Linked DNA regions of Macaca mulatta: region 2 is linked to region 1. A link is a contact called in public Hi-C data. All regions are on one chromosome and are shown on one strand. Each heading gives the region's core, a stretch centred on a gene start, on an enhancer-like site or on the middle of the called end of the contact. The rest is flanking DNA. Distances are from core to core; before and after follow the strand shown.

Region 1 (2,700 bases), core at 19-2,518:
CTTGCAAATCAGAAAGGACAGCTTAAGCTTTTAATACAGATTTTACTGAAAAACAAAAGTATGTTTCCTGCTTCTTGAGATGAGGTTCCCAAGCTCCTCTGCATCCAGGCATAGAAGCGGTGCGCGGTGCCTCATCCGTACTGCACGGTGCACGCCGGCGGCACAGCTCAGGGCCCCACAGTGCCCGCCAAACACGCGCGCCAGGCGTCCAGCGCATGTGCAGTTAAATTGTCCGGCCCGAGGATTCAATCGGCAAAGCACGGGTTGTGGGGGAGGGGACGAGTGGACTCGAGCAGGAAGATACACCCGATCTTTCCATTCTCCCTCCGTCAAGGCTCGCTACTCATCTTGTCTTTATCTCAGCCTTCCCTGTATAGCTGAACAGTTCTACCTTTGGCTACATTTCCAATCATTATGACTCATCACCCCAATTTAAATCTGTACGCTAGACATAGGCTGCAAATACGAGACAGGGGCCAAAGGAAACTTTCTTCTTTCCAGTATATATATAGCATATATTTGCCCCTCGGGGAAGGGTATAGATTTTTTTTTCGGCCTGGTGCTACTGCTTTGGGAAAAGGCCTTTCCTCCTGGCGCCTGTTCAAACAGCCAAACTTCGGGCCAATCCTTCAGCCCGATCATTCCCGGATCTTGTTATGCCAGCACAGCACATTCGAGGGCTCTGGGGCGCAGCAGCTTGGCGAAGAGTAGTCAAATAAATAAATAAACAAACGGACAAATAAGGGCTTTTCCCGCCTGGGTTCGCTTAATTAATGGGCCACGAGCTTGTTGTTTGTGCTGGGGTGGGGGGTAGGGGATGAGAGGTGGCCTCAGGTCCCTCTTGCTCCTTTCAGCCGCCCCAGGGGACACTGTAGAACCAGCCTCTGGTGCCGGGAGACCTCCGCCCGCTGGAGGAAGTCTCAGCCTCAGGTTTCCGGGGCTGGTGGTCGGCCTGCTCGGTTGTCTGGCGCCTCGTCCAGAAGGAGGCGCTGTAGGACAAGCGTCTCGCCGGCTGCTGCGGCCGGGAAGGGCGGGAGCGGAGGGATCGCTTTCCTCTCCTCCCTCACCGACTCCCTCTATCTCCGCGCGCAAAGTGTGTGGGGCCTAGAACAAGGGTCGACGGCGCTGCGCCCCACACCCCCAGGGGTTCCCTTCTCCAGACCCGCAGTGGAGGCAGCTCCGAGGCCTGGGAGCCTAGGGCCGTTCCGGGTTGGCAGGCCACCTCGCTTTCTCCGCCCTCCCGGAGGGGGCGCGATTTCCTCGTGCTGCGCTCCTGGGAGCAGCAAGTTGAATCCTGTGTGGGGCAAGCTGGGCCCAATCCGCGGATCCCAACCAGCCCCTCCCTCTGGGCCGCGGGTCCTGTCATTTACCTTGCCCAGGATTCCTGGTACCCAGAATGGACAGCCTTGAAAAGAACATCCTTTAGTACCCCCTCCAACAGGCTGATGGGCCTTGCCCTTGCTCACTTAGAACAGGGCCTGGGTCCTGGGACTCTCTGGAGACTCTTAGAGCTTAGGTAAATCCCATTTGCTCTGCAGCTTGAGAGAACTAGCCAGATGCGCATGTCTACTCCACACCACCCAACCACTCTTCTACCACCACTTCGCGCATTTCAGGCCTTTTGTGGGCTCCACTGGGTACTCCTCGCACCAGCTTCAAGAGCTAGCGACACCTTACTTAAATAATGCTCTGACCCAATCCCACTGATCCTCCATTATCTCTTGGCAATGCAGTCTTTTGTCCCCCTCTCCCCACTGCCTTCTCTAGGGTAAGGATTCTCAGTGGAGACCTGCATCAAATCTCCTGTTTATAATGCAGGTTTCTGGGTCCTATCCCAGATCTACTGAATCAGAATATCCAGATATGGTACCCAGAGACCTGCATTTTGTAAACATCCTCCCCCCAGGGCAGTTGAGAACCACTGGGCAATTATCTCTCCTGCTCCTTTTATGATCCTTTGTTCTCCAAAGATCAAGTTCCCTCTACCCCTACAACTAGGCATCCCCCAGAGCTCCTAGGCTTCCATCCAGGGTTGTGTTTTTTAAGGTCGCCACCCTATAGGCTGAGTACTTTCATTTTAGGGAAGGGGCCATGGATCCCGTACTTTTGGCTTGGAGATTTCAAAGACAATGGGTTGTGGGTTCAGACTGCCATGGTCCCACTTACCTGTTGTGTGACCTTAGGTGAGTACTGCAACTCTCTAGACGTGTTAATTTCTTTGAAAAGGAGGGATAAGAGTACCTTCAAGGGTTGCTATGAGAATTTTTACTTACTTGCAATACTATATGTCAGGCACTATTCTAACTGCTTTACGTACTTTAACTCACTGGTTAAGTACTTAAACCAGTGTTTTGCCACATACCAAGTATTCAATACATACATGTTTCTTATTATCCCCCTCTTACTGAGTAATCAGGCCTAGACCTTTAGAGCAAAAGACCCCTGGTTCACTCACCAAATTTTTAAATTCTATGGAGGACAAGACAGGTTTGAACACACAGGAAGTAGCAGACTCAGGAGAACATAGTTCTGGGACCTAACCTATTGCTGTTATGGGCCACATAGTCCTGGCCCACTGGGTCTGAATGTCTGGCACCTAAATGTATCAGCATTACACCAGGCAGAAAGTGGCCCTAACTCCTCAGTGGGCAGGTGTCAGGTAGGGGAGGCCTCACACTCACACAGACACATCTTCCACTC
Region 2 (2,700 bases), core at 79-2,578, 410 kb after region 1:
CTAATTGTGGCTTCATTCCAACTAAATAAATTCCTCACATCTATTAATGACAAACTGCAATACTGTTGCTGGACTAGAAAACTATCTGTTAGAGTCAGTACAGCTACCAGGGTTATTAAGGAGCACATTTGTTTTTTTTCCCCTGAGTCAGTGCCCAAAAGACATTTTATGTAGCCTCAGCTATTTTGAGTACATTTACACAACTGGCTTGAACTTATTTTGGCAAAATCTTAGTGTGTGTGTCATGGGCAATAAAAAATTCCTGGAAAATATGTGTTTTCATACAGAGTATAATTACTTACACTTTCTGGAAATTAATTTCACGTAAATCACAATGAACGTTTGATCTATAGTCTCATATAGCTAGTTGACTCTGACCAGAGATTACGTGGCTGTATGAACAGAAGTTGGTCCAGAGAGATGTCTCAAGGGCTTGCCTGAGGTAGCGGTTGAAACTGTCAGCCACAAAACGCATGCCTGTCCAGGGCTGGCCTCACAGCCTAGTTTGCATTCCATCTTTTGGTGTAGTACTTTGTCAGAATGTAGCAAGTAGAGAAATTCCATTGTGCAAACATTTTATGGCTGTCAGTGGTTAGGATCTGAACTTGGTAGACATTTCACAGGGCACAAGGTGGTAAAAGATCCATAAGGAGAGCCTGGATGGTGAGGGTCAGAGCTCTGAGTTCTGGACCTGTGTTTGCTGCTGAGTGACTTGGAGGCAGTCTGCCACTTACAGGCTCTGCGACCTTGGGAGAGCCATTTGACCCCTTTCTCTCTCTCTCTCTCTCTCTCTCTCTCTCTCTCTCTCCATTTTCTCATCTCTTATAGGAATAATATTAGTGCCTGCTTTGTAGTGTTGTTTGAAGATTAAATGAGTTGATGAACAGAAAACACTGAGGATAATACCTGACGTGTGGTTGGCACTCAATGTTCATTGCTTACCTCTTTTCCTGTTTTTAAATTTTTTTAATGTATTACGTGATTATCTCACTAACTTGCTTCCAGTGAATGTGGTTAAGTATAAACTACTAATCCTGTCCTGAAAAATGTCTCATTTGGTGAGACAATGGTTAGAAATGGTCATTTGATGCAATAGTTTATAGCATAAGTGAGCAAGAAACTATTTTCAAATATGAAAACTTTTGGGCCATATATTTCAACTCCTTCCTCCATTTTTAAAAATTCTCCTCTAGATGCTTACAAGGGGGTTAGTACCCCTTGTTTAGGCTCTCTCCTCAAACGTCCCTTCCACTCCAACTCCTTAGTTTTCTTAACTTTCTCCCCCTTAGGAAAGTGAAAGAATAACAGCTCCAGCTAGAGACGCTTGCTTGAAATAGCAGGGGCACACGGCAGCCTCCTCTGCAGGGCTCTGCCAGCGAGCCCCGCCCCGCCTGCAGATCCTGGGTGTGCTGCTGGGCACGGGAACCGACCCCTGGCCGTAAGGCTTGGCGTCGGGCCTGGGCTGTTCTGAAGATAAGCACGATCTCCCTCCGGGGGCCAGGCAGGCACTGCCCATCTTGCTATCCTTGGAGTCTGAGCCAAGTACGACGTCAGGAAAATCTCTTTTTCATTGTTTGATTTTCCACGGGCTTTGAAAAAGTTCCCATTTCACACAGCCAAGTCCAGAAGTAAATTGGACTTCACTGACCGTTGCTGACAAAAAAATTCCCATTCCACTTCCTGAGGCTCTTCCGCCTGGATTTGTATGTTGGCCTCATAGATGATGTTTCTGACGTGCGCCCAGAGCTCGTCACTCAGAGCCCCTTCACACACGAGCTGACACCCCGCACACTGCTTTGTGATATAAATTATTCATCTGATTTCTTCAGCACCAGGCAGGCGTGGCCGAGGAGAGCCTCGCTCTCCCAACGTGGAGTCACTGACGTTTTTCTGTTTTCCTGCGAGGTGGTTAGGGAATGATTAAAATGGACTTGAAGAGTCAATTTCTGTTGGGGTTGCAGCTCTGCAGTCAGCAGTCTCCTAGGGTGGTCTGAGGGCCGGTCAGCACCGAACTGCTGCCAAAGCTGTGTCTTCACACGTCTCTCTTTCCTTCCTACCACCCTGCCGTACTTAGGGAGAATGGCAATGATGTGAGCATTTTATGTTTCAACCCCCCAAATCCCCTAAGATTGCTTCCAATTCCCCTCCCCCTCCTTATCGCCCACGCCACCACCAACAGTGACACCTAGTGGTCAAATATAAATTAGTCCCTTTATTCTGAATTGACCAGCTTTCTACAGAAAATAAAATTTCCTGTAGAAGCAAATAAAGACTGAGCTTTACTCCTTCCATGAACATAGAGAAAGATGGATTATTCATAATAAGAAGCTAAAATATATTACTTGGGAGAAGAGGCAAGTGCATTTTTTTTCTTAACAACATATTGGAGCTTTGTATCTTAAAAAATAGTTTCTATGGACGAGTGCTTGGTTTTCCTTTCTTTGATAATGGCCACTTTAATTTTATTATAATTTTAAAAGTTAACAGCTGCTCATCAATGTTTTAAATTTCAACACCTATAATTGTTATGTGTAAAGTATTTTAAAATGTATGATAGTACAAATCAGTCATTTGCATAATCCATCTCAAATTCTTGGAACCTCATTTACTGGCAAAAAATGGTTTCCACTTAAGTGACATAGTCTCCAGAAAGAGGTGAAAATTTTTATTTTAAGAATTTTTTTAGTAAGGGAGGAAACA

The links. Hi-C and Micro-C count contacts between places; a contact is called where the count stands out from the background.
Region 2: a contact with region 1 is called in a Hi-C map of fetal cortex germinal zone, with 4 times the contacts expected there. The contact joins two enhancer-like sites. A contact is called at or near these places in 7 of 14 Hi-C or Micro-C datasets (CD4 T cells, blood, cortical neurons and 4 more).

Annotation. Positions count from the first base shown.
Region 1 is chr12:81,072,928-81,075,627 of T2T-MMU8v2.0, forward strand. No RefSeq gene overlaps it. Among named protein-coding and RNA genes, the nearest start is that of HOXD4, 9.0 kb to the right of the region's middle. Within about 2 kb of position 1,269, at least 6 of the 40 cell types and tissues checked have an H3K27ac peak or open chromatin away from gene starts, as enhancers often do.
Region 2 is chr12:81,479,648-81,482,347 of T2T-MMU8v2.0, forward strand. The region is part of intron 2 of LOC106992627 (a long non-coding RNA gene); the gene reads left to right. Among named protein-coding and RNA genes, the nearest start is that of MTX2, 280 kb to the left of the region's middle. Within about 2 kb of position 1,329, at least 20 of the 40 cell types and tissues checked have an H3K27ac peak or open chromatin away from gene starts, as enhancers often do.